Linked DNA regions of Mus musculus: region 2 is linked to region 1. The links are chromatin contacts, called in public Hi-C maps. All regions are on one chromosome and are shown on one strand. The core of a region is the stretch at or near the end of the contact, and the rest is flanking DNA. Distances in the headings are between cores, read along the strand shown.

The links. A called contact is a pair of places that touch in the nucleus more often than the background predicts.
Region 2: a Hi-C map of regulatory T cells shows a contact between it and region 1, with 2.0 times the contacts expected there. The contact joins two enhancer-like sites. A contact is called at or near these places in 1 of 15 datasets of contacts at CTCF or cohesin (CD8 T cells), 5 of 484 Hi-C or Micro-C datasets (B cells, LSK cells, bone marrow-derived macrophages and 1 more) and 5 of 115 datasets of contacts at active chromatin or transcription factors (CD8 T cells, bone marrow-derived macrophages, effector CD8 T cells and 2 more).

What each region holds. Positions count from the first base shown.
Region 1 is chr16:24,627,220-24,631,112 of GRCm38.p6, reverse strand. All of the region lies in intron 5 of Lpp (LIM domain containing preferred translocation partner in lipoma), which reads right to left. Among named protein-coding and RNA genes, the nearest start is that of Mir28a, 200 kb to the left of the region's middle. Within about 2 kb of position 1,597, at least 111 of the 459 cell types and tissues checked have an H3K27ac peak or open chromatin away from gene starts, as enhancers often do. A contact at or near this core is called in B cells, CD8 T cells, bone marrow-derived macrophages and 2 more, where this site is marked.
Region 2 is chr16:24,910,757-24,915,225 of GRCm38.p6, reverse strand. The region is part of intron 10 of Lpp (LIM domain containing preferred translocation partner in lipoma); the gene reads right to left. Among named protein-coding and RNA genes, the nearest start is that of Gm52245, 28 kb to the left of the region's middle. Within about 2 kb of position 1,340, at least 143 of the 459 cell types and tissues checked have an H3K27ac peak or open chromatin away from gene starts, as enhancers often do. A contact at or near this core is called in B cells, CD8 T cells, bone marrow-derived macrophages and 2 more, where this site is marked.

The sequences.
Region 1 (3,893 bases), core at 348-2,847:
TTCAACGTATAACAGGAAAATTCTGAAAATTACACATATAAAAGTATATGCACCTAAATGTGTGACATATGAAAAGGCATATAAACACATGCTTCGACTTGGAAGGATGGAAGAAAGAATTTCTTATTACAATCTTTTTCTGTTGCAGCAAGTTTTCAAGCCCTCTATTAAACAAAGGTTTCTAAGCTAGAAGAAGACACAGGGAGGAAGGAATGGGATGTCTAAGTTGTTGTTTTCATGGACAGAATGAAGAAAGGATTGGCACTAATGCCCAAAGGTCAGGCAAGACCATTAAATGGTGACAGTACTTAACATTACTGCGGGTAAGAACAGCAGTCAGCAGTACCAGATAAATGTCTGACTTTAATGAGAGCATGAATTGATATCTAGGGAATATGATAGCATAATTCTTACTTAATGTTTTGTCAGCAATCATATAAAAATATGAGATGTATGTAACTGAAACAGCATATTTACATCTGGTTTCCTATATAAAGAAAGCTGACAGGAACTCCTAGACTGTATGGCTCTTCTTTATCCATCATAAAAGACTGGAAGAAAATCCTAGAAGGAAATGCTATGTGGCTACTTTATAAGTAGCAGAAAGATCATTTATTTATGATAACATTTAGTAAGTGCTTACTAAGTACCAGGCACTATTAAAAGAGTTTTTAAATATAATACCTAGCCTTCAAAATAAGCAGGAACTGTTCCTCTACCCTTTCCTACACCAGAGATCCAGAGAAGTTCACTCACTGGTCAAATAACCACATAGTTAGCATTTCTCAAACAGTGAACAGCTACTATTTATCCCATACTGTACCAGGAAAATAGAAAGGCAGTGAAGAGTAATGTCAAAAGGAAGACATTTATAATTCAGAAAAAATTCACAGTCAGATACCTAAAAAATCAGCTAAGGAAGAATATAAATTATAAGGCAAAGTGGAAAATACAAATCCTACAGAAAACACATGGTTAAACTCCATTTCTGTTTTTAAAAGAATGAATTTCTAGACAAAATTGGGGTTGAACAACGTATGGAATTAAAATGACTAAGCTTACTCTACGCAGCCTTGATCCACATCAGCTGAGGCTAGACATCCTTAGGATGAGCTCACAGTCTGAAGTCCTTGGACATGACAGGTAACTGTGTAATAGCAGTCACAGTCATGGGAATGGAAGCTTCCTTAGAGCAGGTCCCAAGTTCATGAGGAGAACTGAGCAAAACCTCAGAGACGCCAAGACACATGGAGAGAATTAATGTGTGGATGGCCCCATCCAGTCATTGCCGAGTGAGCAGAGGGGTGACAGTGGGACTCTAAGCTGGCACACACCTCATGTGCACTGAAATTCTGACCCCCAGACAGTAACTGCTGAAGCCCCTGCCCTGAGCTGTAACTGTGCAAGGATGTGTTCCTGGAATGTTTGCTCAACATCAGCAGGTCAGAGAACTCCTACCAGAGACCATATCACTGATCTAGCGTGGCAAGGATTTCACGAACACTGAGAAGCAAAACCTGAACTTTTGTACAATCCCCACCATCACAGGAAGCACACAGTCGACCACAAATACTGTATTTTCTAGAACTTTCTTAAGAACTATAAAGTAACCCATTTGCAGAAGTTGTTGATTTTGTGCATGGGGACTGCACTGTTTGTGAGATTGAGGAAGCAAACGAAGGCTGATTTCCTGGGGTGAGTCACGGCCGTAACCCCCTTTTACTGTATTAATAGAACGGGGGGGGGGGGGGAATTTTCCAGGAAACATGTATTACCACAAAGACCAAAATAGAAAAAGGTGGCGGGTGACTTAATCACTAAACAGAGAAGAGTAGTCCCCTATCTTTATCAGAACAAGAAAACAATAAATCAAACCAACACATTTTGAAATGTGTTAACATCTTCACAGTTCCAGAGCTCTGTTTTAATATCACACAAGATTTTGTATTAGCAGAAATTCCATGAAAACTCTAGGCTGATTACAGATGAACAAAATTTCTGAAGAATTAAGTAGACTCTCTTGAAATAGTCAAACATCCACTTGTTCCTTTGAGCCTGAAATTAACAATGTATACCAACTGTGTGCCAGACTCCTGTCTTCAAGAACCAAATAGCTGATGAGAAAGTCACAGCCCTAATGAAGTCCAGTCTCTGCTGCCTGCCATAGCAACTCTTTTCATCCTGCTTCTGGAGGATTCCACAATGACAGCTCAAACACTAGTTCTGATCTCAGCCTCAGGATCAGAACTGTGTTGACTCTCATGAACATGGACACCTACAAGACTCCACTCTGGCTCCTGTCTTTCCTTGCCTCATATCGGGAAGAAAGCACTGTGGCCATGACAAGGGTAGATCAGCATCAAGTGAAAGACACTAACAAAACAATTTCTTAAAATTAACGTGACAACTGAGAGAGGAGGATCAGGAATGATATCTAGAACATGGTTAATACTAAAAAATCTTTACTATAGGTCATGTTACTATTATTAAAACAGTGATGACAAGAAGGAGAGGCTCAGTTTGTCACAGGGACAGAAGCAACTGTAAGGACATGCGTTCAGCTACCCTTTGTCTATGTCCTCACTTAGGATCCATCACATATCACAATGAAACTATGTGAGACACAAGAACACAAGTAGTGTGGTTTTCCTTTGGTTTATTTATGCAGGGTAGGATTTGAACCCACCACCTTAACAGTTGTTTGGCAAACCTTCTACTACTGAGCTATACACTCCCAGCCCCACACAGGATAATATACCAGGAACTGTCAGTAGACTACACCTGAACTCATGTGTCCATTGTTCAAGATCAGTGGGTATGGCTAGGAGAAAAATCTGTGCAACCATCTCTACCTCCTCCAGTACATAAAACCCTCTTATCTAATCAGTTCTAAATATCCTTCCAGAGCTGCCCGGGTTCAGTTCAGGGAAGCAGGCAGTAAATATCTGAATCCTCCAGCACGTTTCCCCATACAGTTATATCTATGAAGACCTTGACTGTAGGGACTATAGGAAAGACACATGACCAGTAACAAGGCAATGGGAATTCAAATTATTTTGTCACTTCGAATACTTTAATAAGCCACTGCTAGAAATGTTGGGCTAGATTCTTATACTATCACATTTAATGAAAACATAAACTTATGTCAGTCCTTAGTTAATGAACAATACAGAGTGACCTGGGGATGAAGAATTGATGCAGAATTAAGTGTTCTTACTGTTCTGCGGGGAAGACCACGTTTGGTGCCCATCACGCACATAAGATGGCTCAAACTGCTTGTAGCCCTAATTCTAGGAGATCCTAGACTTCCTTCTGGACTCTGAGGGAACAGCACTCGCAGCTGCATACAGTTAAAATAAATATGCCTTTAAGAAAACTATACGCCTGTATTGATGAGCAAAGAATTATAAAAAAAAAAATAGGAGCTGACAAATTACAAAATAGAGGTTTGGGGTTACTAAGTAAATTTGCTTTTATTGATCTTATAAAAATACATGGAAAATCTTCAAATGTATCTAATGTTATCAAAGAAAAAGAATACAAACTAGGCTTATACAATTGAAACAATCAAGGAAAGAGCAAATCTTCCAAATAACAGGAACTTTTCTTTGTAACAGCTAAATGAATGTGTATCACTTACCATGCTCATCAAAAGCAGGGGTTTTGAACAGAGGTTCCAGTCTTCTCAGAGACCTCTCATAAAGAAAGTCTGGAGAGACATCCCTGGGACAAAACCTTATTCAAAACAGCAGTGTGGAGTGGGACTTAGAAAGTCTACCACTACCAACACCAACACCACAACCACCACCACCATCATCATCATCATCTCATTTTCTAAGTCATATTATGTGAACAGCATTGTAAAAGGTGAAACAAAGTCTGGCCTCAAATTT
Region 2 (4,469 bases), core at 91-2,590, 280 kb before region 1:
CAGGCCACAGCCATACAGCTTTGCAATGGAAGTCTGCCTGCTGTTCTGAATCATTCAGACAAGGGTAATGTCTCCCTTTCTTTTCTATAGGAGAGGAAGGAGGAGGAGGAGGGGGAAAAGGGGAGGAGGAAGAGGAGGAGGAAGAGGAGGAGGAGACCTGTGTCACAGAGCAAGACAGAAAATGATCACTTTGAATCAATTTTCAAAGACAAGATGATGCTGGAATTGGTCATATAGCATTTAGGCATAAAAATGTGAACAAGATATTTCAGTACCAGGCATAGAATCAGAAAGGCAAGGTCAAACATGATTTCTTGGGGACTATAAAGGAGGCCAGGATCAGTATAGTATTAGACAGAATGCATGGGGTCAGACAACTGGGGTCAAACACAAACCTAATTCACAGAATTTCTACATGTAAAGGTTTAGACAATTCTATGATTTTAATTTATGAGCAACAATTAGTGTGTAGGAACAGTCACACATGAGGCATCATGGAAAGACAGACTGGACTGACTTACATACGTTACAGCCACTTGAATTGTCCCTCACTCCTATGGCATGTGGCAGTCTGGGAAAGAACATGCTGGGAGCCTGACTCTGGCTTTCTAGCAAACTATGACAAAGACAGGCTTCATGCTCTGCCGGCTTCTGTCCTGTTGTGCTTTGCCAAGTCACTGAAGCCCACAACCCTTGGTCGGCTCAGAGCCCAGAGCTGTATCTGTGTTTCCAGGACAGCTAGCTAAACACAATGCCTCTCAGAGCTACTCTATTTCTTGAGGAGAAAACACAATCAACAAATTTGTTGTCAGGGCAGATTTGTGAGGCTGGCAGTTTGAGATCTAATTTTAAAGCTTGTCCAAATTTTGGAGAGGAAACCTGCCATTTCAACAGGAAGAAAAGGAATGAAGATTAAGGAGGTCTAGCTCAGTCAGGATAGATATTTTTTTAAAAGATTATAAAAGGGGGAGCACCATGGCTCACACTGTACAGAAAAGTGGAGTATGCTGGCTTCAGAAGGATTTACGCTGGACCTCTTTCTGGAAACAAGTGCCAGGAAGTCATCTGTAATAAGCATTGCCTAACAGACAAAAAGACAGGGATGGCTCCAAGTTCAAGGTGTCTCTCCTAAATCATGTGATAGAAAATGCAGATGTGTTCACATCTGGAGCAGGAAACATGGTTTACTCTTTAGGTTGTATTTTAGCTGAGCCATGCTTTAATTTAAGCTCCTCTTTCTTTCAGCTTTAGAAAGTAAGGCGCTTCACAGAGAGAGATATGGAACACGGGGTGTGGCTAAAACCCACAACACTCAGGGAGCAGATTCTCTGTTCACTTACTCATGGTGCTGCCTCCGCCTCTTCCCTGCTGCCAAAGACCTTTCAGGAAAAGCTGGTAATGGATGAGTGTGTAAGAAATAATGAAATAGCTAAGCAGTCTTTGCCTTTTGGGAGAAAGCCCAAAGTCCTTAGCAAGACCTCTGTCCATCTCAAAACCCGCCTTACTTCAAGCTGCTCTCTCGGTCTCTGACCACAGTGGCCTCTTTCAGGTCCTCAAGTCAGCAAGTTCCACTGCCTGAGACGTCTAACCTCCTGTCCACTCCTCAGCTCAGTAAGGCATCACTTCCTTAGGAATGAGTGCCGTGACCCTTCTGTCTGTTCTTTATTGGAAATGAAAATCCTAAACCAGACTGAAAGTCTGCTTCACTGACTGTTCAACATCCACAGCTTACAAACAGCAGCCTCCTAGATGAGTTTTGTTAATAGGTAAATATATTTTTTCCTTCCCAAAAAATAAGGTGTCCCCAATTTTCAAAACAGAGAAATTAGAGGTTAAATTACCTAACTGGGGTGAACCAAGAACATATGTTTTAGTCACTGGTTCAAATTAGATTATTATAAGGAACACATATAGGAACAATATATAAGTTTATTTTACTTAGAGAAAGCTAAATCAACCACAGTTTGTTCTGAGGTACCACAGCTTCCTGTTTCAGACTGAACCACACCAATACGAATGGCTCTGGAATGGTGACAGAGAGCAAAGACAGGCTAGACATGCATCGAAGCATCCCTGCTTTGTGGCTCAGCTTAGTCATACTTCCAACCGTGTCTTGTAATTATCACCTGAGTCCCAGCCCATGGAGTATGGTAGAAGGAACATGGGGTCACTCTTCCAGGATGGCAATCAGCTGCAGCTCCTGATGAGACCCTGGCCACCATCTTTCCTCCTGTGTCCAAGGCTAAGGCTGTAGCCTGTGGGCCTTAGAGCTCTAGAGCAATGGTAGACCTGGCAGCAAAGTGGGTTCATGTCCCTGAGTCCACAAGTGGAAACCAACAAGGAGCCATTATTGAAAAAATAACTATTGTATTAAAGCACTAAGTTTTTAAATATGCAATAATAATATAACATAACATCAAAAACATATAGATGTAATATGTTGTCATTAATTTAACTAGTATTGGTGTGCTTATACACACACACACACACAGACACACACACACACTACCACCACTATGTGTGTATGGTGGTCAGAGGATAATTTTGGGCATCTGCTCTCACCTTCACCATGGGCTCCAGGCATGAGGGCAATAGCCTTGTGAAGCAAGCACTTTAAACTACTGAGCCCTGGGCCTGGCCTTGATGTTTATTGAGTTCCCTTCAATGTAAAGGTCATGGCCAGATCAGCACCAGCCTAAGGCTCTGATTTCTGGTGCAGCAGTCCTTCCTTCACTGCATAGACTAATTTCTGTCACTTTTCTCCTTTGTGCTGGGGCTTTTTTTCTTAAAAAAAATCCTTGGTTAGCACATGAAAATGCATTCGGAAAAGGTTGCTTTCTTTTCTTTGCTCCCTCCTTGTCCTACTGAGCCCAACAAAATATAAATTGAGAGCAAGACAGTGGCAGAAGACAGTACCTGAGTCATTCAAACTCTGCTGATCATTCACTTTAAATTAGACCCTCAATCAACCTAGGCCTCCCCACCCCAAAGTTTTTATACGATATTTTATTGTTATGTGATTCAAAACAATGCTAAACTGTCAATGTCAGGCCTCAAACTTGAAAGTCTGGTTCAATTGATCAAGGATATAGACCTCGGTACGAGAATTAAAAAATGAAAATTCCCATGTTAATTCTAATACAGCCAGAGGTCAGAAACACTGAACACACATTGAGAACTGCCAACTACCAATGCGAAGCACCCATGTGTAAGTACTGTAGCAGAGGATACAAGGCAATGTTGCCAAAACACTTCTTAAAACCAGGCTCATTTTATTTCCTGAACGATGCTATCCTTTCTTGTGACTTCTGCCCATTACTCATATGGTCTCAGCCAGAGGTTCATGAGAAATCTCTAAGAAAGGCCACCTGGATGTCAGCTAAGAAAAGGACTCCTGGCTGGGCATGGTGGTACATACCTGTAGTGCTAATGCATACCAGGCAGAGACAAAAGAATTGAGTGTTATGTAGAAGCCTGGGCTACATAATGAAACCCTGTCTCAAAAAACAAAACAAAAGAGAACCAAAAGAAACAAAACAATACCTATAGAAACCAGCACCAAATATAACCATAAAAAAGAAGAAAGGAAGGAAGGAAGGAAGGAAGGAAGGAAGGAAGGAAGGAAGGAAGGAAGGAAGAGAGGAAGGACAGAAATAACTGTCTCCTGTCCTGCAAGGGAAATTATACACTTTGTAAATCTACCACATAAGACAAGAATAAAAATAAAGTCCCTGGTAGGTAAAGGCATGTGAGTTCATGAAGGTTCCAGCTGTGCCCAGTATCTGCCATACTGATCTGCACATGAGGATGCAGCTTCCCAAAGGTTCTCTTGGTGACTGGACAGAGAGGCAGAAAAGCTGCCTCTGCACAGGAGTGGGGTGGCTTCCAAGAGAGCCCGAATATGAATATCCTATTGAATAATGAATGCCACACACATGCCACAAAGGAAAACATGGGCCTCAGCGGGGCAGGCTGCTGGTTACCTGTGCTTCTGCACAGCAGTGAAGTGAGTAGCTACATCACCTAGGGGTCGGCCTCAGTTTTTCTCACTAGGGTGGAGGAAGGCCTGATTATCTTTACATTTGCTGCTCTGTTCCTCCCTCAAAAGCAACATCAATTTCCTTCTGTCAGCCAGCCCCTCAAGAGAAGCTAACGGCTACAACAGCTGGGCTGTTTGAGATGTGGACCTGTGCCCACCAGAGGCACTAGAGGCACACGTCACTTACAGTCCCTGGACTTTCCCCACATCATGATTCACTTCTATTCTTTAGTTTTGTTTTCTTTATGAGCAGCTAGCCTCATACCAAAAAGGGAGGGGAGTTTAAACAATCCTTTATTAAATTTGTTCCTTAAGAATTTCATATGTGTGTGTGTGTGTATGCATGTACATTTGTATGTATGTGTGTGTATACAGATACATATATACATATATACATATATATTCTTAATTACTCTTAGCCTAACTTCCC